2 separate regions of the Mus musculus genome follow, and region 2 is linked to region 1. A link is a contact called in public promoter capture Hi-C data. All regions are on one chromosome and are shown on one strand. Each heading gives the region's core, a stretch centred on a gene start, on an enhancer-like site or on the middle of the called end of the contact. The rest is flanking DNA. Distances are from core to core; before and after follow the strand shown.

Evidence for each region. Capture Hi-C pulls out chosen DNA fragments and counts their contacts.
Region 2: a promoter capture Hi-C map of pancreatic islet shows a contact between it and region 1. The contact joins the promoter of C130080G10Rik here to the promoter of Scg5 in region 1. A contact is called at or near these places in 2 of 39 promoter capture datasets (the C10 cell line and neural stem cells), 1 of 115 datasets of contacts at active chromatin or transcription factors (embryonic stem cells) and 1 of 9 other capture datasets (pancreatic islet).

Annotation. Positions count from the first base shown.
Region 1 is chr2:113,827,715-113,830,510 of GRCm38.p6, reverse strand. It overlaps Scg5 (secretogranin V), which reads left to right and starts at 1,420. Exons shown (of 6, transcript NM_009162.3): 1 at 1,420-1,512.
Region 2 is chr2:114,052,824-114,055,994 of GRCm38.p6, reverse strand. It overlaps C130080G10Rik (RIKEN cDNA C130080G10 gene), which reads right to left and starts at 1,599. Exons shown (of 3, transcript NR_028422.1): 1 at 629-1,599. It overlaps Actc1 (actin, alpha, cardiac muscle 1), which reads left to right and starts at 3,120. Exons shown (of 7, transcript NM_009608.4): 1 at 3,120-3,171.

The DNA.
Region 1 (2,796 bases), core at 171-2,670:
TAATACACAAAGCACTAAAGTTAGTGGGTTTCTGGGTTACATTCTACGGTCACTAAGAACTTACTGTAGGGTTTTGAGAAACAAGTATAGGATATATATGATTCATATTTTATTTTAAAAATACCAGGTTTTAGTCAAGTGTACTGGCACATGCCTGTAATCTTACCTATTCTGGAGGCTGAGGTATGTAGGCTCTTTTGAGATCAGCCATGGTAAGACCCATGCACTCCTCAAGCTTGCATGTGAACTGTTGCCCAGGGGCTCAAGCTGAATGCTTTGTTCCTAGCTAGTGGCACTGTAGCAGTTGTAGAACCATTAGGAGTAAGTGTGTCACTGGGGGACCTTGTATGCTCTGCTCTTTATCCTGACCCTCCATGAGCTCCCACCGTCATGTACTGAAATCTCAAAAGTTGTGAACCAAAATTTTATAAAAATGTCCTTTCCATCTGCATTTTGTCAGCAATAAAAGGTCTTCACACCCTGTCTAATAAGTACAACATGAATCGTACAGTTTTTGTATGTTTCTGTCAACTACACAGCCAGCAACCTATTTTTCCAATATTAAGTTGAATATAACTGAGCTATGTTGAAGTCAACTTGAGAGTAAACAGTATTCATTAGTAGTAGGTATTGTGTACCTGAATCCAGGAGAGTGTTTATTATCTTGACTGAAACAGAAAGCATCCAGGGAACCAAAGGCACTAGATGTCTGGCTTTTCACACAAACTTCTGGCTGACAAGTCTTCCAGCTTCTATTCATTACAGTAAAATGTCAGTGGGTTTGCTGCTTCTAGCTGCAGTAAGAAAAAAGAAAATCTGAATTCTAACCACATCCTGGAACTTGCTGTTTACCACAAGTTTCTTGATGAAGGCTTTGCAGCATTTGTACTGTTACTTTTAGGGCCAGGAATCTCCTAAGATCCTGGGTCCCACCGTTGGTATCACAAAATAGAAGTTCCAGGTCTGTTTAGGTAAGTTCTGCATGCCCCGAAAGTGTCCTGCACGTTCACCTCTTAGTGAACTTATGAAGCAATGCTCAGAGCCTCCGGGTCCCCTGGGGCCTTAAGGGAGGGTAGCACTGTCACCAGGGCTTAAGTGCGGGGGTAGGAAAGGAAAAGTACTAGAAGAGAGTATGAACATTCCAGCATGAAACCCATTTGTATGGTAATTCTAAAATCTAGAGGATGTCAATTAAAGATGCCATCTACTTGTGGCAATTGCTTGAGACTGATAAAGGAGGTAAATGACGTTCATAGGGGTCGATGGAGAAAGGGGGCACCCTAGAAACAGCCAAGAGACACAGAGACTGCTTCAGTTGGAGCTGAGCAACATTCCAGGCCTGAGACGCAGGCGCCTGCAATGCCTTCCAGGAATTCTGGGAAGGCCTCTTCCACCTGCTGTGGGCGGGGCCTGGGTGGACCGAGGTTTCGGAGGGAGGTGACGCAGGAGCTATCCAGCACGTCAGCTCCCTGTTTTGGCCTAGATTGCAAGAAGCTCGCCCGCGGCCACACGGTGAGTTCCGCAGTGATGCAGGTGATGCGGTCCGACTTGTCGTTCAGCTGAAAGCGGGAGTGCTTGGGTTCCTTGGGTGTGGGGGAGCATGCCCTTCAGAAACCCTAGCTGGGGTCAGACAAAGGATGGATGCGGGGATTACAGGGGGTGGTTATAAATAAGGGGTGGGGGTGGAGTTCCGAGAGCAGCGATTGGGTAGTTCATCCGTGGGCTAGCCAGTAAAGAAAACATCCTGTATTCGGAGTTCATGAAGAAAGATGGAGATGATGGAGCCTGGTGCCCGCATCCAGCCCTTTTATCACAGCGGTAGATTGTGCTGTTAAAATAGCGGTCCTTGGCTCTTTGAAGAGCATGGTTTTAATGTCTGTGAGTTGCAAGGAAAGGCCGTTAGCTGCAGACAGATAAAATGAAGTATTTGTTTTAGGGAAGATATTTGGCTTGTTCCCTACCTTTTTATTCCCTATTCCCGTGTGAATGCTCAAAAGGGTTTATCTGACTATGGCCTGAAGCACCCATCCTGAACGAGCAGCTGCCAGGGAAGCTGTGTGAAAACTGTTTCCTTGTTCAGCTTCCCGTGGCTTCTACGGACACCAACATGTAAGGCAGATTTATCCCCCACCATGTCACTGTCTTTCCTCTCCCTGCTGCTTCTGCCTCCGCAAACCTTAACTCCCAGAACCGCTTATTACCATCAAGGGGCTAGACGTGCAGGGGGCTTACTAGGTACCTGGCTTTGCTCCATGCTCCTTACATGATTTTGATCTTTATCTTCACAGTAACTCTATAAGATAGATTGTTGCTATCCTTGGTCTGTAGAAAAGGAGGCTGAGGAACTTGCCCAGGAAGACCTAGCTGGTATGCAGTCAAGCGTCTCATGTTGCTTGCTTCCCTCATCACAGAGCAGGATAGGAGTTGGCGTACCTCTCTGCTCGGGATCTTCACCTATTGCCTGCTGGTCTGCTAAGTTCAAACACCCTCGGCCACTACTCCAGACCTTTCTCTGGGATGTTTTTTGATTGTCTGTTTGTTTTTTACTGTTTGGGTCTCCCTAACTCCCTTTTGTTATTCCTTTCTTTCCTTAAACTAGGAGATCTTAAAAATTACCACCCTCCCTATCTCAAATCCAAAAGTGCTTAGATTGCAAGGATCACAGACCATAGATGTGAGAACATATTCCTGTCCTTAGAATCCTCAGGTGTCAAGTTAGAGGGACTAGTTTATCCTAGACTCTTCTGTCTTCTTATTTCCTTCACACAGCGGTTTCCTACCTGGCTTGGACACAAA
Region 2 (3,171 bases), core at 350-2,849, 230 kb before region 1:
AGAGAGATTCTGTCATTTACCATAACGTGGATGGAATCAGATCTAGATTATTAAGTTAAGGTGAAATAAACCAGACATAGAAAGACAAATTCCACATGTTCTAACTCGTGTGGACTCTGGAAAGGCTGATCTCATAGAAGCAGGTAGTTACTAGAGGCTGGAGAGACTCAGGACTCCTACAGTTAGACAACAATAAGTCCTTGTGTGTTGTTGCACAGTAGGGTAACTGTAGACGATGCATACTATATTTCAAAGTTAGAAGAAGAGCTTTGAATGCAGTTGTCATAAACCTTTGAGAAAAAGTATTCCTTTTTAGTATAAATATAACAACATGAAAATATATGTTGCTTTAAGTGTTAAAAGACTAGTTGAGGTCTGATAATAATTCTCGGCAGGTAAAAGTGAACTGTGCAAGACAGATGGCCTGAGATCAATCTCTAAGGTTCATGTGAAGGCCGAAGAGAAAACCAGATGAACCAAGTGGGTCTCTCAACTTTCTCCCATACTCTGACACCAACGCCTCCTCCCTCCAGAGACACTAATAACAATAAATATTTTTTAAAAAATTAAAATATACTCAATGGACCATAAAACATAGTTTTAAAAATGTCTCAAGGATGCGTATTACCTCCCAAAGGTGGTCTTCAGCGGACTTAGCTCTGCTTCATTAGGACTCACAGACTTGGAGTGGGTAAGCAAGCCCTCGGAACACTGCAGAGGGTCAGATCAATATCACCGGTCCCAGTTCCAGAGAACTTCGGCACACACACAGTGACAGGAATCTCTCATCAGCCTCTGTCAAACGCTTGCACGCAAGTTCAGGAACTTCAGATCCATTCTACTTTAGAAACAATTAGGCCACCTACAGTCTCAGCGCTCAGGAGGTAGAAATTGGGATGTCAGGAGTTCAAGGTCATCTTCTGTTACCCATTTTGTAGGGGGGCTTATCCTGGCCTATATGAATATATTTCAATGATGCCAAAAAAAAAAATAAATAAAACAAAAACTTAAATGATATTTCAAAAAAGGCTATCTGTGAAACTCCATTTAGATGCTTTCTGGCCCATTTCTAAATAACCCAGTGAAACCACCTCTCCCTTCCAAGGATGTTCCACGTCTCTGACTTCCACAATTACCACTGAGGATAAATCCTGTTGTGTGCTAGTTACCACTGAACTCTGCTTCATAATCAATAGAACATTGTTGAATGGAGGAATGAATGGTAGTGACCCAATTTTTCCAAACAGAAAGCTAATCCCACCTCTAAAAGTATCGAATGGTGACAGAGCAGGTTCAGTCTGTCTTGCGTCTGACTTACATTGCTTGTCTCTTTGTGGGCCAGTCCTCAGTAACTCAATAGAACTGAGTTACTATGCCACTTTTCAGGGGGGTGAAAATGGGGTCTTGATGAGTTAACTGGCCTGCCCGAGACCAAACGTGCGGAACGTAGTTAAGTGTTAGAGGTAGGATTTGAAGCCTGTCGATCATTCTGATTCTCCTTTTCTCTACGTCTGCTTCCTGTCAATGGGCATCCTCACTGTCAAATGCAGATGGTACAGCAGGGCTTGGTCTCAGCCAGGCAGGCCTCTCCCCAGTCTCCATGGCTCAGCTGTCCAGCAGTTTCATCCCTAGACCATCCCAAACATGGTTGAGAAGCTCTGAGGGGAGGACCCAGCACTGCCCGGCCCCTGAAGTATCTAATCAGCAGTCCTGCTCAGCATATCAATCCAAGCCCACTCTAGACAGAGATGCCGGTGCCCAGTTTTCTATTTTTAACTGGTGTGAACTGAAGGAAAAGCACAGCATTAGAAGTCCAAGCACTAGTCAAGAACCAAGAATACAGGGCACCCCAGGGCAAGCTAGTGACCTGTGTCCTTTTCTCTCCTGTTCCTTCCCCCTCTCTTCACTGCTATCTTTCTGTTTCATTCTGAAAAAAAAAAAAATGCAAAGTTCCTTCAAAGTGTTCTCCACGAAGGAGATGACTCCCGTTTGTAGCAATGCTTCTCACACTTTCAATGCTAATCATGGACATCTTATCTTGCCATACAGTAGATCTGACTCTGGGGCGGGGTCAGGGATACTGTATTTCTAAATCACTCAAGTTATGAAGATGCTGTTTATCTATGGTCCACGCTTCGTGTAGGAGGGTTGGTAAATTCTCTTATCCTAAGTGGCTATGAACTTCTCCACAAAAACATTTGCTTTTTAAGGTGGGTCATTACCTGGGATGAAGAACTTTATCAAAGCCTGTTTAAAAGATGCCCATCTATCTGCCAGCAAGTAACTGAGATATTTTTGGTATCAGTGCCTCCATTTATTTTAGCATCTGAAGACCCGGTGGTGGCTCATAGACTGAAATCTGATTTTGAGCAAAACTCTTACAGAGTGGATGAGAACTATTTGGCCTCTGGGCTGGACTTGGCTAGACCCTCAGACAACCCTTCTCAGCTTCTTCTCTGCCAACTCAAGACCATGTCTGCAGTGGGTCCGAGACTGGTGAATTCTGGCTTTCCCATCTAGATGAGCATAGTCCCAGCTCAGGCTAAAGGAGACCAGAAGATGCACTACCCAGGTGCCCCTTTTGCATCCAGGTACTCAAATATCCTGTCAAGCTGCTCTTTGTGCCTATGACTCTGCTCCTCTGTCTCCCAGTACTGGAAGATGAGAAGCTGCTGTCTGTCCCCTGCAGCCCCAGCCCAGCTGTCAGGACCCTTCTCCAAGGGCAGGGCGCCAAGTCTTCCGGCATTGTGTGTGTGTGTGTGTGTGTGTGTGTGTGTGTGTGTGTGTGTGTGTGTGTGTGTGACTCATTGTCCCTTAGTTTGGAAGGGCTGAAGAGCAATAAGCCCACTCCACAACTAGGGAGCTCCCCCACCCCAAGGGGCGCATTGGCATCACATAGCCTTTCCCCGTCCCCCACCCCTTGCTGGCCTGCCCCTCCCTAGCTCCCTATATGGCCATTGCTCTGACTGCCCCCTCCCCTTCCTTACATGGTCTGGGAGCCCCCTGGCTGATCCTCTACCCTGCCCTTGGCTCCAAGAATGGCCTCAGCGGTCCTAGATGGTGCTAAGGCGACCAAATAAGGCAAGGTGGCAGATCAGGGGCCCCCCACCCCTGCCCCCGGCTGCTCCAACTGACCCCGTCCATCAGAGAGCTATAAAGCTGCGCTCCAGG